2 separate regions of the Pan troglodytes genome follow, and region 1 is linked to region 2. The links are chromatin contacts, called in public capture Hi-C maps. All regions are on one chromosome and are shown on one strand. The core of a region is the stretch at or near the end of the contact, and the rest is flanking DNA. Distances in the headings are between cores, read along the strand shown. Region 1 has its middle 14 kb from the start of ADM. Region 2 has its middle 41 kb from the start of WEE1.

The links. Capture Hi-C pulls out chosen DNA fragments and counts their contacts.
Region 1: a capture Hi-C map of stem cell-derived neural stem cells shows a contact between it and region 2, with 5 times the contacts expected there. The contact joins two enhancer-like sites.

Annotation. Positions count from the first base shown.
Region 1 is chr9:14,466,092-14,471,749 of NHGRI_mPanTro3-v2.0_pri, forward strand. No RefSeq gene overlaps it. Among named protein-coding and RNA genes, the nearest start is that of ADM, 14 kb to the left of the region's middle. Within about 2 kb of position 3,395, at least 3 of the 24 cell types and tissues checked have an H3K27ac peak or open chromatin away from gene starts, as enhancers often do. A contact at or near this core is called in stem cell-derived neural stem cells, where this site is marked.
Region 2 is chr9:13,763,657-13,769,980 of NHGRI_mPanTro3-v2.0_pri, forward strand. No RefSeq gene overlaps it. Among named protein-coding and RNA genes, the nearest start is that of WEE1, 41 kb to the left of the region's middle. Within about 2 kb of position 2,240, at least 14 of the 24 cell types and tissues checked have an H3K27ac peak or open chromatin away from gene starts, as enhancers often do. A contact at or near this core is called in stem cell-derived neural stem cells, where this site is marked.

The DNA.
Region 1 (5,658 bases), core at 2,145-4,644, 700 kb after region 2:
TCCTTGGATTTACTTGAGTATCTCAGTTCCTTTTCTTCTGTCCCTAAACAAATCTGTTACCAAAGGGAGGAAACCCCTTCCGCAAAGCCCAGGCAACTGCTTTTCAGCTCAAGTTTTCTACTCTGGATTTTAGTTACCTTGGTTTAGTTTTCTGTGGCTTTTCTGTATTTTCATGGGGTTCAGCTATGCATTTAAAAAGATATTAAGTGTATTTTACTTAGCATTTCTAGATGTTTTATAGTAGCAGGATTTTCAACTTAGTCTGCTATATCACCAGAAAGAGGAATCAGCATTGTTTAAAAAACAAAACTTTAGACAAATTAAATTTAACATAGTTTAACTGCATAAAGAAGGATTCACGAATCAGGCAACCTCCGAGAGCCAGAGTAAGTTCAGAGCATCTCTGGTGCTGCCACGTGGTTGGAGAGGATTTATGGACAGAAAAACAAAAGTGACATTGAGAAAATGGAAGTGAGGGACAGAAACAGCCAGACTGGTTACAGCTCTGTGTCTGCCTTTTTAAAACAAGGTTTAAACACTTAGCAACCTGTGAGTAGTTGAAGTATGGCTTCTGTGATTGGCTGAGACTTGGCTGCTTGTTACAAGAGTAGGTTACAGTGTGTTTTCACATCATTAGGTTACTGTTCACTACGTATGCAAAAAGCTTTTGGCCAAACTTAAAATATTTAAGGAAGCAGATTTAGACTAAATTTAATTTAACAGCATCAACTCTTCTCACTACTTTAACTTATTTCCATGATTATTAGTGTAGCTTGAGTATTTTTGATGTCTTCATGATCATTTATATTTCCCCTTATATATATAGTTATTGTTTATTTATTTACTTATTTATTTTATTTATTATTAACAGACAGGGTCTCGCTTTGTCACCCAGGCTGGAGTGCAGTGGCATGATCATAGCTTATTGCAGCCTCCAGCTTCTGGGTTCAAGTGATCCTCCTGCCTCAGCCTCCTGAATAGCTATGACTATAGGCGTGCACCACCCTGGTTAATGTTTAAATGTTTTGTACAGAGGAGGTCTCACTATGTTGCCCAGGCTGGTCTTGAACTCCTGGGCTCGAGTGGTTCTCCTGCCTCGACCTTCCAAAGTGCTGGAATTATAGGACTGTAATTATAGGATTATAAATGAGCTACCACGCCCTGCCATTTTTTTTTTGAGTTCTTGATTCATTCATTCTGTTGGAATATTTGTTTTTTTCCTGTTGATCTGAAATACTTTAATATTCTTATTGATTAAGAATACTAAAGTTTTGTCACATAGAGACACACCTTTTTTCTTTTTGTAGAGAGAGTGTGGCTTATTTTTTGCAATATAAAACTTATAAATATTTATGTAATCAAAGATACCAATGTTTTCCTTTATAATTTCTGTCTTTACTGGCTTGCTTACGAAGTCTTTCTCTGCCTCAATATTTTAGAATAGCCATCTCTTTTTTTCTAATATTTTTATGATTTTGTTTTGTACTTTAAACATTTTATTTTATTTATTTTTTTGAGACAAGGTCTCACTCTGTTGCCCAGGCTGGAGTGCAGTGGCGTGATTGTGGCTCACTGTAGCCTCGACCTCCTGGGCTCAGGTGATCCTCTCACCTCAGCCTCCCTAGTAGCTGGGACTACAGGTGCACACCACCACCCCTGGCTAATTTTTAAATTTTTTGTAGAGACGGGGTTTCACCATATTATCCAGGCTAAACATTTTAAAGCAAATGGAATTTATTTTGGCATCTGATGAGGTAGGGATTTAACTTTTATTTTCCCCTAAATTGTTAGCCAATTGTCCAGTATTTATACTGAGTAATGCATATTTTCTGTAGGACCTGAGGGTCTTCCTTCATCATATGCACCAGAAGTTTTTAAACTGTGTTCCACAGAGAGTTTTCCTGAGTTACTTCTGAAGTTTTCTGGGGAGAAAAGGGGGAAGAAAAAAATGCTAGTCTCTTTCTCCAGCTTCTAGTGGAACATCTCTGTTCCTTTTTTGTTTTATTCCTTTTTGTTGGTGCTCCTCGTCAGATTTTATTTGAAGATTTTATTTGAAGAAAGAATTCATCTTCCTGCAAATCAGTAATATAATAATTCTTAAATAGTAAATATTTAAATTTGTTTCTGGCCCTTTTAATCTCTTCCATTGCTCAGTCTGTCTTTTTCTGCACCAGTTTTACAACTTAAAAAATTATGAAAGCTTTCAAATGCACAAAAACAGAAATAATAATATAATGAACCCCCATATGCTCATCATTAAAATTCAATAATTATCATGATATTGCCACATTTGATTCATCTATCCTTTTTTCTTTTTTTGTTTTTAAAAAATTTTTTTGCCAAAGTATGTTTTTTCTTTTCTTTCCTGCCTATCCTTCTCTTTTCTCTTCTTCCTCTTTCTTTTCTTCTTTTCTTAATAACTTTTTCCTTTTCTTCAATTTTCTTTTGTCCAGTCATCCTATCATATCACCCACACATACTTCAGTATGCATCTGTTTTAAAAAAATGAAAATAATGTTTTCTTATGTAGCCAAAATGCTATTGTCACACTTAACATTAAAAATAATTCTGCAGTATCATCTCATAGCCAGGCCATAATCAACTTTGCCCGATTGCCTCAAAAAATGTCTTTTGACAATGGTTTGTTCAAAATAGAATCCAGACAAAATTGTTCTATCTCTAGTGTTTCTTTAATCTAGAGCAAGCTCCTCCCACCTTTTGTTTTTAGCCATTGGCTTGTTAAAGAAAACAATGATTTAATAATTGTGATTTAGAACTGTTATTATCAAGAAAAATCTTGGTTCTCCTCTTCACTCTGCCTGTGTGGACTCAGCCAGAACATCCTGGCCTGCTCACTTGTGGGGGCTTGCCTGAGGGAAGGTGTGGAGTGGCCAGTGTTGCAGTATTTCTTACATAGAGAAAGGGTATCTTGAAATGTTATTGTTCATGCTTTTCTTTGCTACACTTTTTCCACTTGACCTTTTCCCTAGTAAATCAGAGGCATTGCCTTGAGGAGAATTAGGATTGGTACAACCGGAATGCTAACAGAAAGAAACAGTCAGAATGAAACAGTAAATGTTCAGTTTTCTGACTTTAAAATAGCCTCTTGAAGCCCACATCAAAAACAATAGTTTTGAAAGCCAAAGCCTTTTGTTTGCAGAGAACCAGGTTTTGTTGAGAGAAGAAAAGGCTCTTGAGAATCAAAAGGGAAGGCCCGGAAGCATCAGGGATTGGGCTTTACCCACATTGGAAAGAGACTAGAGGGAGAGCTGGACTAAGCCGCCTTCATCCTGGGCTGGGGGAGAGCAGGGACCTATGAGGTTGCAGGGAGGCCTTGGGAAAGAGCCCACAAAGAGGAGGACATCAGCATGGAGAGACTGCAGATCAGTCCCAGCAAACCTGTGGAGGCCAGTTAAATGCCTGGAGCTCATCCCCTGCCATCCAAGTGAGTCCCACTGTTGCCTGAGCCAAAGAGCCCTGTTAGTTGCTCTTTTTACTACTGCTGGAGATCTTTCATCAATAGCAGCCTACAAGTCACGCTCAGATGGCCCAGCAGATGTGATACTTGCCTAAGTCTAGAGTCATTGCTGAACCTTACCCTACCCACATTGCCCTACATGGCAGAGGACACTAATAAGCCACCCCCAACTTCTTAGACCAAAGGGCAGAGCAATTAACACTGAAGGGGTGCTAGAGCTGAAGGAAGAGTCACCCACCCCTGTGTTTGGGAGGGACTGGACTCTGGGGAGGCGTACTCCACTACATTCACAAGTCACAGATGCGGGGGAATCCCCCAGCCTTGTTTTGCTCCTATGTTCAGCTAGTTGGTAACCTTTTGTCAATTTAATAGGTTTGTTCCACCAGATAGAGCAGTGATCCTTAACCTCTTCTGCCTATTAAAGTCATGTGGGGGAAGCTTCAAAAAAAAAAAAAAAAAAACTGACACCGAGCCTTATCCCTAACCAATTGAACTGGATTGTCTGTGGGTGGGGCCTAATGTCATTGTGTGATTGTGAGTAACATTTTATCTTTGTGAAGCCACTTAACTTTGTTCGGCCTACACATTGTCCCCATACAGCTATTTCAAAAATGCACCCTGGTGGTGCTAACAGACTGAGACCGACAGTTTATTTATTTATTCATTTGTTGTAGATTGAGGGTTGTTTCCAGTCAAACAGCCAGAAATAGAAGGGTTAACTGCAGCCAGTGGGGCAGGTGTTTGGAGAGAAGACAAGCTGCAGGTGATGGGAAGGAGGCCAGCCCCAGCCGAGGGCAGAGTAACAGACAACAGGTGGTTGTGCTGTAGGGTGTTGGCATCAAGGAGGAACAGCAGGAAATGACAGGGCATCAGGCACGTCAGGGAGCACAGCAGCGCGCATTCTAGGAGCAAACTATAGGCAGGCCCCAGAGAGGTCCAGCTGGAGGCAGCAGACAGGACTGGAATTATTCTTTATGATGGGCCTGATTGTGTCCCCTATCCCCATACACCAAATTCATATGCTAAACTCCTAACCCTCAGTACCTCAGAATGTGACTGTGTTTGGAGATAGGGCCTTTAAAGAGGAAATCAAGGAAAAATAAGGTCATATGTGTGGTCCTCAATCTAATATGATTTGTGTCTTTATAAGAAGACTATGGGAGGACACAGAGAGAAGGCAGCCACGTGCCAGACAACTAGAGAGGTTCCCAAAGAAACCAAACCTGCTGACTCCTTGTCCTTGGATTTCCAGCTTCCAGAAGTGTGGGAAAATAAATGTCTGCTGTTTAAGCCACAGTCTGTGGTATTTTGTTATGACGGTCCTCACAAATGAATGTACTTCTGTCAAAGGGATTGATGAGAACAGGACTAGGCGACAGGCCTAGAGACATGGTATCGTGGCTGGATTTCAGCACCAGACACGCAACAAGAGTTAGGGAATCAGGACAGGGTAAGTGAGTCAGGGCAAACAGGATTTCATTTACTCATTCAATCAATGATATTTTAGATCAACAATCTGCTCCACGCAGGGCCCTGTTCTAGACACTGGGTAGCCTGCCATTGCAGCAGTCCAGATAAAAAAATTATGTTCATTTAGATTAGGAGAATGTCAGTGGCTAGGGTGATCTGACACTCAAACAACCCAATGTGGAGATGATGTCCTTTAAGTCTTCCTGATCAGGCAAGTACCTATTTGCAGAGGGTTCCAGTAACTTCATTTTCAGAGAAGGAACTGTGGGAGCAGAGACCAGGCAGGTTATTTATAACTAACCCAGGTATATGAATTTTCTCTTTGAGGGAAAGAAATTTTCAGTTTACAGTTTTCACTGGCACCTAGGTTAGCAAACTTAAGATGTTTGCCAGATGTCTTCATCTCATGCTGTTAAATTTAACACATAACATTCCAACTTGATCTTAACTTTGTTAGTTTTTCTAAAACATCAGTTTCTTTCCCAAACCATGTTTCCATGGAAAACACAAGTATTTCCAGGCAATAACCCCATCATCTGTGCCACTATAGACAACCATCAGATAAACTTCCTTAATTCATACCACATCTGCTCTTTCAGCCCTGTACGACCTTGAGCATGCATGCACACACACACACACACACACACACACACACACACAGAAAACAAAACTCCTAATTATTTTTTCCCAAAATAAGCATCTGACCCAAA
Region 2 (6,324 bases), core at 990-3,489:
CCCAGCACTTTGGGAGGCCAAGGTGGGTGGATCACATGGCAAAACCTTGTCTCTACTGAAAACATAAAAATTAGCTGGGTGTGATGTCACGCGCCTGTAGTCCCAGCTACTTGGGAGGCTGAGGCAGGAGAATTGCTTGAACCTGGGAGGCGGAGGTTGCAGTGAGCCGAGATTGCGCCACTGCATTCCAGCCTGGGCGACAGAGCAGTGGAGTTTGAGACCAGCCTGATCAATACGGTAAAACCCCATCTCTACTAAAAATACAAAAATTAGCAAGGTGTGGTGACAGGTGCCTATAGTCCCAGCTACTCAGGAGGCTGAGACAGGAGAATCACTTGAACCTGGGAGGCAGAGGTTGCAGTGAGGCAACACTGCACTCTAGCCTGTGCAACAGAGCAAGACTCCGTCTCAAAAAAACCAGATAGAGTTGTATGAAGCAATGGTGACTATTATTTTACCATGTTGCTAACATTATGCATTATTTTTTTTCTGTTTTTCTATTATATTTTTTTCTATTTATTTTTACAGAAACAGGGTCTCACTATTGCCCAGGCTGGAGTGCAGTGGTGTGATCATAGCTCACTGTAACTCTCAGGCTTAAAGGGATCCTCCCACCTCAGCCTCCCAAGTAGCTAAGACTACTAGAGCACAGCACCATACTGGACTAATTTTTAAATTTTTTGTAGTGACAGGGTCTCACTCTGTTGCCCAGGCTGGTCTCCAACTCCTGGCCTCAAGGGAACCTCCTGCCTTGGCCCCCCGTGAACTGATGTTACAGGCATGAGCCACTGCATCCAGCCTGCATTATAATTTTAAAACATTTTTGCTACTTTAGTAGATGTAAGGTGTTATGTCATAACTGTTTTAAGTTTAAAATTTCTGATTATCAATGAACGTTTCCCCATGCACTTGGGTATGACTTTTATTTCTTATTGTGAATTACAGTGCATGTTTACCTTCTTTGTCTATTTAGCAATTGGTACCTTGATTGTTTTTATATATATAAACAAGCTTTTTTTGGATGGGGGGGATGGAATCTTGCTCTGTCACCCAGGCTGGAGTTCAGTGGTGCGATCTCGGCTCACTGCAACCTCCGCCTCCCGGGTTCAAGCGATTCTCCTGCCTCAGTCTCCCAAGTAGCTGGGACTACAGGCGTGTGCCACCACACCCAACTAATTTTTGTATTTTTAGTAGAGACGGGGCTTTCACCATGTTGGCCAGGCTGGTCTCGAACTCCTGACCTCAGTTGATCCACCCGCCTTGGCCTCCTAAAGTGCTGGGATTACAGGCGTGAGCCACTGCACCTGGCCTATAAACAAGCTTTTATACATTTCAGGTAGTATTTGCTTGTCACTTGGTGCAGACATTTTTTTCAAGCTGTTGTCTTTTTAAAATTCTGTCCAGTTTTTGTATTTTTGAACGTTAGTCTTCCTTTGTTGTTTCTTCTGTTGTTTCAGTTTTGAGAACGCTGACGTTTATCCATAAATATAACTGCCTTATCCTATTAAATATATAGTTTCTATGGCTGTTCTTTAAAATATTTAGCACTTTAATCCACTTGGTGTTTATTTTGAAATACGATGCGAAACACATTTTTGTCCTCCAAATTTTCATTCATTTATCTGCGCATTCTTTACATAGTTCATCTTTTCTTACTGCCGTGTTTGGGAATGTTATTTTACTATGTATCCCATCAGGATTAACGCGTGTGTTTGTTCAGTCTCATTCCTTTCCGTTGATCTCAGCTTCTATTTTTGTTTCTGCTCTTAGTCACAGCCCAGCAGCGCCAAAGGAACATCTCGCCCCCTGCAGGCAGCTGGTGTCCCCACAACCTGGGAAGCCTGGGGCAGGGCCTCAGGGGACTCCTGGTGTTAGTCCTCCGAGCCCGGGTGGACGTGTCGCTCTGTCCCTGCGGGAGGATTCGGGGCCCCTTTGACAGGCCTCCTTCTATGCCGGTTTCCTGGGGCCTCGCGCTTCCTGGGTTCCACGTCTCTAGTAACCAGTAGAGACGGGCCTTTACCCTGACGTTGGGTGGGGACTGTCCCCTTCTGGGCTCTTCCTTTCGGGCCTTTCCACCTCTCCGACCCCAGGGCATTCGCCCCACCACGTTGCCGGCACAGTGCTGGCTCCGCGGCCCGCGGTTCTGGCCGTCAGCGCGGAATGCCACGGCACCGAGCCTCTGCGTCTAGATGAGTTCTGGGCGCTGATTTTCCAGGTCACTCGGAAGCTGCTCTCTGGGCCCGCCTGTTTCCCTTCCCTTTGCCTCCTTGTCCCGCTTCCCTCGCAGTATACCACTCACTGTACCCCTCCTAAGAAGGACCACTGCAGGAAGCGTTATTGAAGCAGACACGGTTCAAACACGAAAAACAAACTCCTCTTTATTCAACAGATGTGCACGAATCTATTGTGTGTTAGATACAGATAAGTTTCTGATAAGTCGTGCACTGAGCCAGTCCGGGCTCCTAGAACCGCGTTTACGTGCCAAAGTCTCAATCAGATTAAGAGCGTCTGGGGAGAGCGGGGCGGGGGGATAGAAGGAGGTGTTGGGTCTAGGGGTAGGACTGTTCTAGAGGCGTGGGTAAGGGGGAGTGGGCTGTGCTGTGCGCCCCTCCCCTCGCTATCTCCCCATTCATCCACAGACCCGGGGCCCCACGCGCCGCTCCTGGGCAGGGCCGTGCACCCGGAAGGCGCCCAGGCGCGCCCAGCAGAGGGAGCATGCGGGCAGGGCATTCCGCGGGTACCCGCGGAGCAGGACGGCCACCCACGCCGGGGCCCCTGGGGCTCCACCCAGGACGCGCACCCGGAGAGACCCAATGACTGGGTTTCGCACCTGGGCGCAAGCTGGTTACTGGGCACGCGCTGACAACCCACATCTGGAAAACCCGGTCCTAACTGGAGAATAAAACTTAAATGCACGTGAACTCACCAGCAGCTGAACATTTCCGTGAGAAAACCCCTAAAAGCCGGCACCGGCTCCAGTGGGGCCACAGAGTCTCTGGAGCGAGGCTCTCTCCAATGCCTGGGCCCTGGGACAGAGCAACTGTCCCAATAGAATCCCTTTCGGGCGCTTGGAAGAAGGCTTTGTTGCAGGGATAGGGGATTCTTTTAACGTGTTCCTTGGCTTGCACAGGCATTTACTGGTCCTCTGGAGATCAAATATAACAAGAAGTCTCTAAATTCAGTATTTCTTTTAAATGAAGTTGTATTTATTCATCACATTTCTATCCGTAGACTTGAAAAACAGCGTACACGTTTTATACATTGTATGTAGGACATTGTATTTATTCAGGTCCATCAGAGATTCTTAATCTGGGGTATGGGGACAACTAGGAGTGGATAGGATTCAGGGAGACCATGAAACTCCTGAGATTGTTTCATATTTTAGGGCAAATGTGCAATTTTTCTGGGAAGAAGTTCTGTCGTTTTTATGATTACCAGGGTTCATAACCTTAGTTTGGTTAAGAAATGCTGGTCTAAGGTCAATGCTCAGCAGGTTTATGGATTCAGAACTCATTGCACTAGCACTGAAGCCCCCTTGAGGGCCCGAAGCCCCCAATCTGGACCCCTGCAGGAGAATTTGGTTCTCCACTGAAGGTCACTAGAGCCTGGACTTGATTTTCTCTCCCTACAGGAAGGCCCCCCAAAACTCCAAGGGGCACAGTTGTTTTCGTTTTAAGGCCATATTAGGTTCAAGTAGATTTACTTCTGCATTTCTCTGTCTTAAATAGAAATAACTCTCTGGTGGGTATTTTCCCCTGGGTTAGTCATGCAAATACTCTATGCTTCACTTACTACTCGTTTCAACCTCTGGGACAGCCCTTCTGCACAGACCTGGCCCTGGACCCTTCTGCCAACCACACATGGGAGTCTCTGGGGAACTTGGGTGCTGACTTCACTGGGCTGGGATTTTCCTCAACCAGTGTGCCCAGGGAGTTAAAACGTGTTCCTTTTATGGAAAAAAAGAGTATAAGTTTTTTTTTTTTTTTTACTTGTGAGGAATAAAAGATTACAAAACTACCCATAATCCCCTTAATAGGCCTAACACAATAACTAATTTTGTTTTAAATCTCAGCTTTCCTATGTGTATGTATTTTGCATTGTTGTGATTATAGCAGTACTGTATGTAATTATATATTAAGAGTCGCTCTGTTTTACAATTGATGGTACTACTTTCCCATAACATACTATAAGCATTTTACTGTCTTTGTAATTAGTGTTTTTAATTACTGCATACTTTTCTTTTCTTTTTTTTTTTTGAGACGGTATCTCACTCTGTTGCTCAGGCTGGAGTGCAGTGGCATGATCTCGGCTCACTGCAACTTCTGCCTCCCAGGTTCAAGCGATTCTCCTGCCTCAGCCCCCCAAGTTGCTGGGACTACAGGCATGTGCCACCACATCTGGCTAATTTTTGTATTTTAGTAGAGACGGGGTTTCACCATGTTGGCCAGGCTGGTCTCGAACTCCTGACCTCAAGTGATCTGCCCGCCTTGGCCTCCCAAAGTGCTGGGATTACAGGCATGAGCCACTGCACCCAGCCAATCACTGTACACTGTTCTACCCCACAAGCACACTTTATCATTTCCCTTTGTTGTACAATTGCATCGGTTCCAGGTTATTTAATGTGTGTGTGTGTGTGTGGTAGTGGTGGTGTTGTGTCATGAACGTTGTGCTCATGCTGAGGTCTCTTTTTCTCTAGCCAGTTTCTGATGTCATGAACTCTCAAGTTCCAGAGAAGTCATGCTTTCAACATTAATTTATATATACATATATAGTCAGGTACTGGTAAGTGTAACAGAGAGAGATGAAACAAGGTAAGGGAGATCGGATGTACTTTGGAGTAGAGCCAGGACTTGACTTTCCCTACTTATAGACTGTCCCTCCCTCAGACCCCAGAAAAATTCCAAGGGCATAGTTGGTTTCATTTTACAGCCAAGTTAAGTTCAAGTAGATTTACTTGATAAGTAGACCTTTTTGATAAGTTGACATTTGAGCAGAGACATGAAGGAAATGAAGAAGTAACCTTTTTGCAAATCTGGGAAAAGGGCTTTCTCTCTCTCTCTTTTTTTTTTTTTTTTTTTTTTTTTTTTGAGAGAGGGTCTTGCTCTGTTTCCCAGGCTACAGTGCAGTGGTGCTATCATGGCTCATTGCAGCCTCAACCTCTCAGGCTCAAGCAATCCTCCAGCCCCAGCCTTTCAAGTAGCTGGGACTACAGGTATACTCCACCACATTTAGCTAATTTTTTTTTCTTTTTTTGTAGAGATGGGGGGTCTCATTATGTTGCCCAGGCTGGTCTCAAACTCCTGAACTCAAGAGATCCTCCTGCCTTCGCCTCCCAAAGTGTTCAAATTACAGGTGTGAGCCATTGTGCCTGGCTGAGGAAACTGCTATCTAGGCAAAGGAAACATGATTGCAAAGGCCTTGAGGTAGAAGTGTGCTTGGTGTGTTGAAGGAGGCCAGCGTGACAGGAGTGGAGTGGGCCAGGAGGAGTGAAAGCTGTTTTGAGTAGGAAGGTGAGTCGTAAGTGGTGGGTCCACACCCTGTGAGGCCTATAGGCTTTCACTCTGAGAAGAAGAGCTGTTAAAGGGTTTTGTGCAGAGGAATGAGATACTCTGATTTTAAAAGAATGAATGTGTCGATGGAGAACAGACAGCCAGAGTTTGGAGATTGTTACAATAATCCAGGTAAGAGATGAAGAGATGAAGCCCTTCTTTGGAGTGGGACGTGGTGGTGTGAGTGATAGGGATAGCCTGGGGATGGGGTTTTTTTTGTTTGTTTTTGAGATGGAGATTCACTCTTATTGCCCAGGCTGGAGTGCAATGGCACGATCTTGGCTCACTGCAACCTCCACCTCCCTGGTTCAAGCGATTCTCCTGTCTCAGCCTCCTGAGTAGCTGGGATTACAGGCATGTGCCACCACGCCTGGCTAATTTTGTATTTTTAGTAGAGATGGGGTTTCTCTTGGTTGGTCAGGCTGGTCTCTAACTCCTGACCTCAGGTGATCTGCCAATCTTGGCCTCCCCAAGTGCTGGGATTACAGGTGTGAGCCACCATGCGTGGCCCTAATTTTTGTCTTTTTAGTAGACAGGGTTTCACCATGTTGGCCAGGTTGGTCTCGAACTCCTGACCGCTGGTGATCCACCCACCTCAGCCTCCTAAAATGCTGGGATTACAGACGTGAGCCACAGCGCCCTGGGGACGGTTTTAATAGGATTTGTTGATGGTTTAAAAGTCAGAAAGGGAAGAGTCAAAGATGGCATCAAGCTTTAGGAAGAATGGAACTGCTATTGTGTTTTCTGAGTTTTGTTGTTGTTTGTTCATTTGCTT